2 separate regions of the Arachis hypogaea genome follow, and region 2 is linked to region 1. Evidence: chromatin contacts called from public Hi-C data. All regions are on one chromosome and are shown on one strand. The core of a region is the stretch at or near the end of the contact, and the rest is flanking DNA. Distances in the headings are between cores, read along the strand shown.

What was found. A called contact is a pair of places that touch in the nucleus more often than the background predicts.
Region 2: a Hi-C map of an unstated tissue shows a contact between it and region 1, with 4 times the contacts expected there. The contact joins the enhancer-like site here to the promoter of LOC112737151 in region 1. A contact is called at or near these places in 2 of 8 Hi-C or Micro-C datasets (leaf and an unstated tissue).

Annotation. Positions count from the first base shown.
Region 1 is chr13:10,852,187-10,855,591 of arahy.Tifrunner.gnm2.J5K5, forward strand. It overlaps LOC112737151, which reads left to right and starts at 1,593. Exons shown (of 3, transcript XM_025786922.3): 1 at 1,593-2,229; 2 at 2,634-2,819. The coding sequence starts at 1,729.
Region 2 is chr13:10,949,348-10,952,752 of arahy.Tifrunner.gnm2.J5K5, forward strand. No RefSeq gene overlaps it. Among protein-coding and RNA genes, the nearest start is that of LOC140177437, 3.0 kb to the right of the region's middle. Within about 2 kb of position 1,499, at least 3 of the 3 cell types and tissues checked have open chromatin away from gene starts, as enhancers often do.

The sequences.
Region 1 (3,405 bases), core at 343-2,842:
GAAAAAGCAAAATAATAAGCCAGAGAATTTTAACAAAGAAGTAAATAAATGATATATTTGCGGAAGCCATCTTTCCAAATAAATTGGCCTACTATACAAGAAATTATCAGATTGAGTAAGAGGAGATATGCTATAAATAAAGCCATAAATATATTCATTGCCAACGCGTTCAAACAAATTTTTCAACGCAACAGCACAAAAAGGGTACACCTTCTATGACGAAAATTCTATTTACATTAAAAAATAAAATCAATTATTATATATTTTTATATAAATAGTTCATTTTAATATAGATCTAACATAATTATTTTTACAAATACATAAATTTTTATTTTTATTAATAAAAGTTTTAAGTGTTAACATATATGAATTAATAAAATTAATTTTGTACAAATAAATAAATAAATGATCGTTTTTATCTATATAAATTCACAGCTTTCTATAAATAAAATTAACATTTAAAAACTTTTGTGATATAAAAAATATATTTTGTGAATATAAACTTAATTTCGTTCAATTGATAATGTAAACCTTTTTCATTGTATTACTAAATTAAAACTTACCAAAATAACTGATATTCTTTAAACTTCTAACAGTCACACATTATTATTACTTATAATTTTCCCAAAACTATTAGATTAAAAAAAATATAGAGAGACAATAAATTTAATAAATAATATAATTATATATATAATAATTTTTTTTATTTATAATTTTTGTATGAGTGTAATGTATTTTTATTTTATTAAATTAATTCTAAAATATATTATTTATATTGTTTATGAAAATCATTGTCAACCTAATAAAACCGAATTGATTAAACTGCCGTAAAACCCTTTTTTACTTGGAAGTTTGAAAACAGTAAAGTTGAACCTTTATAATAACTTTAAAATTTATCATCTTCAAAATCCTTTCAGGCATAAAGTTATCTACATTGGTCCATGATTAGTTGGAAGTTAGTAAACAATGAAAGCTAAATTTTATTCTGTGTAGTTTTCCTTATAACTTAAAATTAGGAGAAATTAATTAATTAATTAATTGATGTAAAATTTTATATGATCAATAAAATGTATCATTTTTTATTAACACTTAGACAATTTTAAATATTAAAAATTAAAAATTAAATATTAAATTATAAATCTTAAATTTTAAATTTTGATAATATAAAAATAAAATATTGATTATTAGTTAATATTAATAAAAAATATTGTTATTAAGTAAACACACATAGTATTTTTATTGTATAAAATTAATAGTTAAAAATTATTAAATAATAATTTAATTAAATAATTTTTAAATATCAACTTTATATAAAAATAAATACACGTAAATTTTTATTTTATTATTTATATTTCTCTTAATTAACTAATTAAATTAATTTAAAAATTATATTATTAGTCAACTTAAATAATTCTAGAGCATTGGAATTATATTTTGCATATATAGTAATCTGTTAGCCAGCCGGACAGAGGGATATGGTGAAAAAAATTATATTTGTCTTGTCTTAATTAATTAAGAGGAGAAAGGGCTAATTAAGTTGAATATTTAGTGTAGTAACCTTTGATAATATGTGACCGTTTTGTAAAGTATATTTAAAACAATTAAAAAGCTTCCATTCTCTCTTCATTTTCCACTTCTGTGTATCTCTGCGACTGTGACAGGCTCTGTTCATAACTCATAAAAGCACACGCAAAGCAAAAAACACACACAAAGAAGAAGAAGAAAACAATGGGAGGAGTTAGAATGCACACGAAATCCGACTCCGACGTAAGCATCGACCAATCAACATCGTCGCCACCGCGATCTCCACGCCGTCCACTGTACTACGTCCAAAGCCCATCCAACCATGACGTCATCGAGAAGATGTCGTACGGCTCCTCCCCCGCCGCATCACCGCAGCACCACCACCACTACTATGTCTGCTCCCCCGTCCACCATTCCCGCGAGTCCTCCACCTCTCGTTTCTCCGCCTCTCTCAAGAACCCTAGCCGCCACCCTCACCACCACCACCACACCTCCTCCTCCTTCGCACCCTGGAAGAAGCTCAGCCGCCACGATTCCGAAGCCGCCGGTGACGACGACGACGACGACGACGACGCATATGATGACTCCGGCCGTAACATCCGCCTCTACTTCTGCTTCTTCCTCCTCTTCGTGGTCCTGTTCTCCGCGTTCTCTCTTATCCTTTGGGGTGCCAGCAAGAGTTACAAGCCTCGCGTCACCGTTACGGTAACCAACAAACGAAACCTTCATTTTCTCCGAGTTGACTCGGTGGTTTCATCCGAGTTGTGACTCGCTGTTTTTACATTTTGTGTAAAATTCTTGTGTACGAGTGATTCATGATTCATGCATTGAGGTTACCACTTACTTTCAGTAAAGTTTTCAGCTGGTGAGAGACATTATGGAGTGTGTAATTACCGAATTGACCTTCCCTCTGGCCCTGCATTCCTTTTTAACTTTGATTTAATGTAGTTCCGTTGTTGTTGGGGTTTGAATAATGCAAATCATGAGTTTCTGAATTGAATAATAATATTTGTGGGGCCTAAATGCGATCATTGTTTGTGTGTTCCCTTGTGCTAGTGCTTAGTTATTTGGAGTTTGGATAAGAATATTTATTAATAAAGAAAATGCAGAACATGGTGTTCTGGAATCTGAATGTACAATCTGGGAACGACGGAACGGGGGTGCCAACGGATATGCTGTCATTGAACTCAACGGTGAGGATCTCATACAGAAACCCTGCCACCTTTTTCGGCGTCCACGTCACCTCCACCCCTCTTCAGCTCAACTATTATCAACTCAAACTAGCCTCCGGCCAGGTATCATATATTAATATTTATTATTATTATTATTATTATAATTTCTTGATTGACTTTAGAGTATAGAGATTGGAAGGGGCCGTTTGGGAGGGGCATGGGGCATGGGGCAATAGAGAGCAGAGGAGTGTATTGGGGAACACAGACATACTGAAGAAGGGTTCTGTTTGATTGGTTCTCTTTTGTTGGCTTTTTTGTTTACTGAATAAAAACTAAAAAGCCTGCTTTTCCTTCTCCTTCTTCTGGATTCATCCTTTAACCTAGTTGTGGGGGACCTACTTGTCATTGGTTATGTTTTGCTTGGAAAAAAATTGATTCCTTTCTCTTCATCAAATCCTACACGCACCTTTCTCTCTCTTTCACGTGGGTTTCACGCCCATTTTAATAGGAATTAGGATACACCACTATTAATTTGATTACACTACACTAGGCCATAAAGACAGGCCCCATTCCAATTACCCACAGACATTCCTACTCTTATTATTATTAAACTCCTCTAAAGTGCAAATTAATAAAGAAATAGAGAGGAAGGAAATAGAAAGAAAAGAAAGAGAAGAAAAGGAAAGAAATTAAGTGAATTTTTATTTTT
Region 2 (3,405 bases), core at 249-2,748, 97 kb after region 1:
TTTTAACCCAAAAAAATGTCTACCATAATTGTTCGTCTGGTCCTGCTATTTTCAGTTTATTTTTCCCTATCTCGTTTTCGTACTAGTCTCATTTAAGTAATTTTTTAAAATATTATATTTTAATTAGAATGTTCAGAATTTATGATTAATTTATTTATCATGTAATATTAAAAGGAAAAAAAAGTTAACATATCTAACACATGCTGATTTTAATATAAAACTAGCACGTGGTATTGACACCTTGACGTATTTCAAAATGGATATCCAACATTATAAAATTGGATAATGATGATAATGAAAAATTATTTTATTAGTTTTATAGTGGGTAACCAATATTTTACGAAGATAATTTTCAACAGAAATTTATACCTCAACAAATAATTAAAAAAGCTCATTCACTAGCAAATACAACAATAAGTATAAAATTTTACAACCAATCGTAATATAAATAAAAATAATTTATTTTCAAAAAATCATCGCATCTAAACACATAACTTTAAAAATGTTTACGTGCATCAAAATTATATTATTATAATAAATTTAACACTCGCAGCAAAATTAGAAGGAAAAAAATTAGGAAAAAAAGAAACAAGAGGAGGAAAGAGAGAAGCTACTGGAAGAAATAAAGATTTCTTTCTCAAAATCTTCATTATTACATTTGAGAAATACAAGAAATTCGACGATCCAAAACAGAATAGCATCAAGAAAGAAGAAAAAATAGTGTTTCTTTTTTTTTTTTTTTGTCTCTTTCGTTTTTGGATAGATGATTGATTTTTTGTCTTAAAGAAAGTTTGAGCGAATGCAAGTCCAATAACCTGTCCTTCGCAGGTATAATACAAAACAAATTATTTATGGCCCAAACCCCAAAAATCTCATTACTGCAAAAACAGTTCTTCTTTCTGGTTTTCGTTATTCTTTTGAAAGAAAAAAAATGTTCTTTTAAAGCTCAAATTGAAAAAAATTTGAAAACACGAGAATATTTCGGTGTTAGTCATTAAACTTCATATTACATAACAGAACTATTAGTCCAACCCATATTTTTATAAGATTTTTTTTAGTGAATATTTTTATAAGATATTTTTTTTTTTAGTTTAATTTTGATACAATAATAGCATGAAATATTTTTTAGACAATCCTTTAATCACGTTCTCTTTTTTCGATAACTATTCACGTAGTCAATAAAAAATTAAAAATAGTCTTTATTTTTTATAATATATATGACATTACGCAACCGGTGCACTAAAGTTTATTTATTTAGAAAATAGCTCTGTTAGTTCGTCAACTCACCAAAAACTTGATAGACAACCTTTAATTTTCTTTTTGTCAGAGAATAGACTACTATTTTAAACTCGTGTTACAAAAGTGCAGTGGGCCAAAACCCATTTCATTTTTTGTCTTGAAACCCATTTCATTTAGTAGCAAGCTTTTGTGGTTGGGCCAGCCCATTGTGGCAACCATAATTCAGTGTATTTCACATGTGGAAAATTAATATTATCGTTTTTTTTTTGGTGAACAAAGGAGCCAAAGGCCCAAGCTACACTGAAACTACATTATGGGATGAGCCACCCCAAAAACATCACCTAATAACAAAAATTCTATCCTAGTTGGAGGAGAGTTCCAGTATTGAGTGGAACAATTTTGCTCAAGACTAAAATTAGCTAGCCAATCTGCACAAGCATTTGCTTCTCTGTAAGTATGAACCATGTTAACTGTCCAATTTCTTTCCATAAGCTCTTGAATTTGCAGTATAGCACTGATCCATCATCTAAAAATTTCCTATTTTGAGTGACACTGCTAATAACTGCTTGAGAGTCAATTTCTATTTTCACCTTTCTGAACCCCAATGTCCAAGCCATCTCAAGCCCCAAATAAAGACCCCATAGCTCTGCCATATATGCTGAGCAAACTCCCAAATTTCTAGTAAAACCCATCACCCAACTTCCGTCACTATTCCTAATGAGGCCACCACATCCTGCTTTACCTGGGTTGTTCTTAACTGCACCATCAGTGTTCACCTTAATCCACCCTTTAGGAGGTGGATACCATTTAATAATGGTTTTTCGACGAACTCTAGAATCATGCCTAGGAATCTGCTTGTTGATGGCTTTTCCAACCTCACAAGCATATTCTTGTATACTAATGTATCCAGCAATAGGTCTCTTAAAGGGGTATTGAAAGATCTCTTGATTCCTCCAATTCTAAAACTTCCAGCACGCTATGAAAAATATGTTTATCCATTTTTCTTGGCTGGAGAAGCCCCAATTATTACCAAGACTGTTTTCCACCCAATCCATCAGTTCCATCCGAAAGAAAGTTGCAATACCATTTTATTTAACGAATTTCTTCCAGACGGGTTTAACATCACAGTCCCTCAGAACATGCAAAGTGTCTTCTATTGTGTTTCCACAATGATGGCACATAGGCGAGCTACCATACCATTGACTTCTTTTCTTGTTAGTGAGGATCCTGTCATGAGTAGCTTGCCAAATAAATAATTTCATTCGCTGCGGTCCTTTCCAGGTCCAAATGCGTTTCCAAACTTCCCTTCCTTGAGATTGGATTCTATTGCTATAACAGTAAGCAGATTTAACAGAGAATCTTTCATCTTTGGAGTGCTTCCAGGCTAATTTATCAGGTGGGTCAGAAGCTCTCGGAGGGGGATTAGCACAAATGCGTTGAATGCATTCATCCGGCAAGAGCTGTTTAAGATGTTCTATCTTCCATTCCCCTTCATTATTCACGAAATCGCACACATAGTTATTCTTATCTCCACTAGTAGCGCTTGGGAGTTTATGTTTTAAGAGATGATCCCTTATATTTAACCAGTCATCCTTCCAAAACTTGGTTAAACAACCATTGCCTACCCTATGCACCAAACTTTCTTGGATGATAGGCCACAATTGTGATAAACTTTTCCAAAGGGCACTACATCCGAATGTCTCCCTCACCGAAGGGGTTGAGTTAGAGATACCATACTTGCTATTGAGAGCTCTTACCCACAGCGCATTAGAATGATTGATCAGCTCCCAACAAACTTTCAGGAGAAAAGCAGTATTCATACGTTCAAGACTCTTGAATCCAAGTCCTCCTATCTCCTTGGGTAAACATAAAGTTCTCCAATTAATTAAGTGAGCTCTTTTGTGCTGCTCATCCGATCCCCATACAAAGGTTCTTTGTGCTTGTTCTATTTGATGACAAATCGCTTTTGGAATTCGACCATGTTGCATTTGGTAGTATGACATCGGGGTGATGGCTGATTGAGCTAGAACTACTCTTCCAACCATTGAGAGACATTTCTGTTTCCAGCCCTTTAGCTTATTTTTTATTTTATCAAGGCTTTGCGCATAAGCTCGCCTTTTGTTTCTTCCTTCAAGGATATAGGCACCCAAGTACCTACCAATCTCT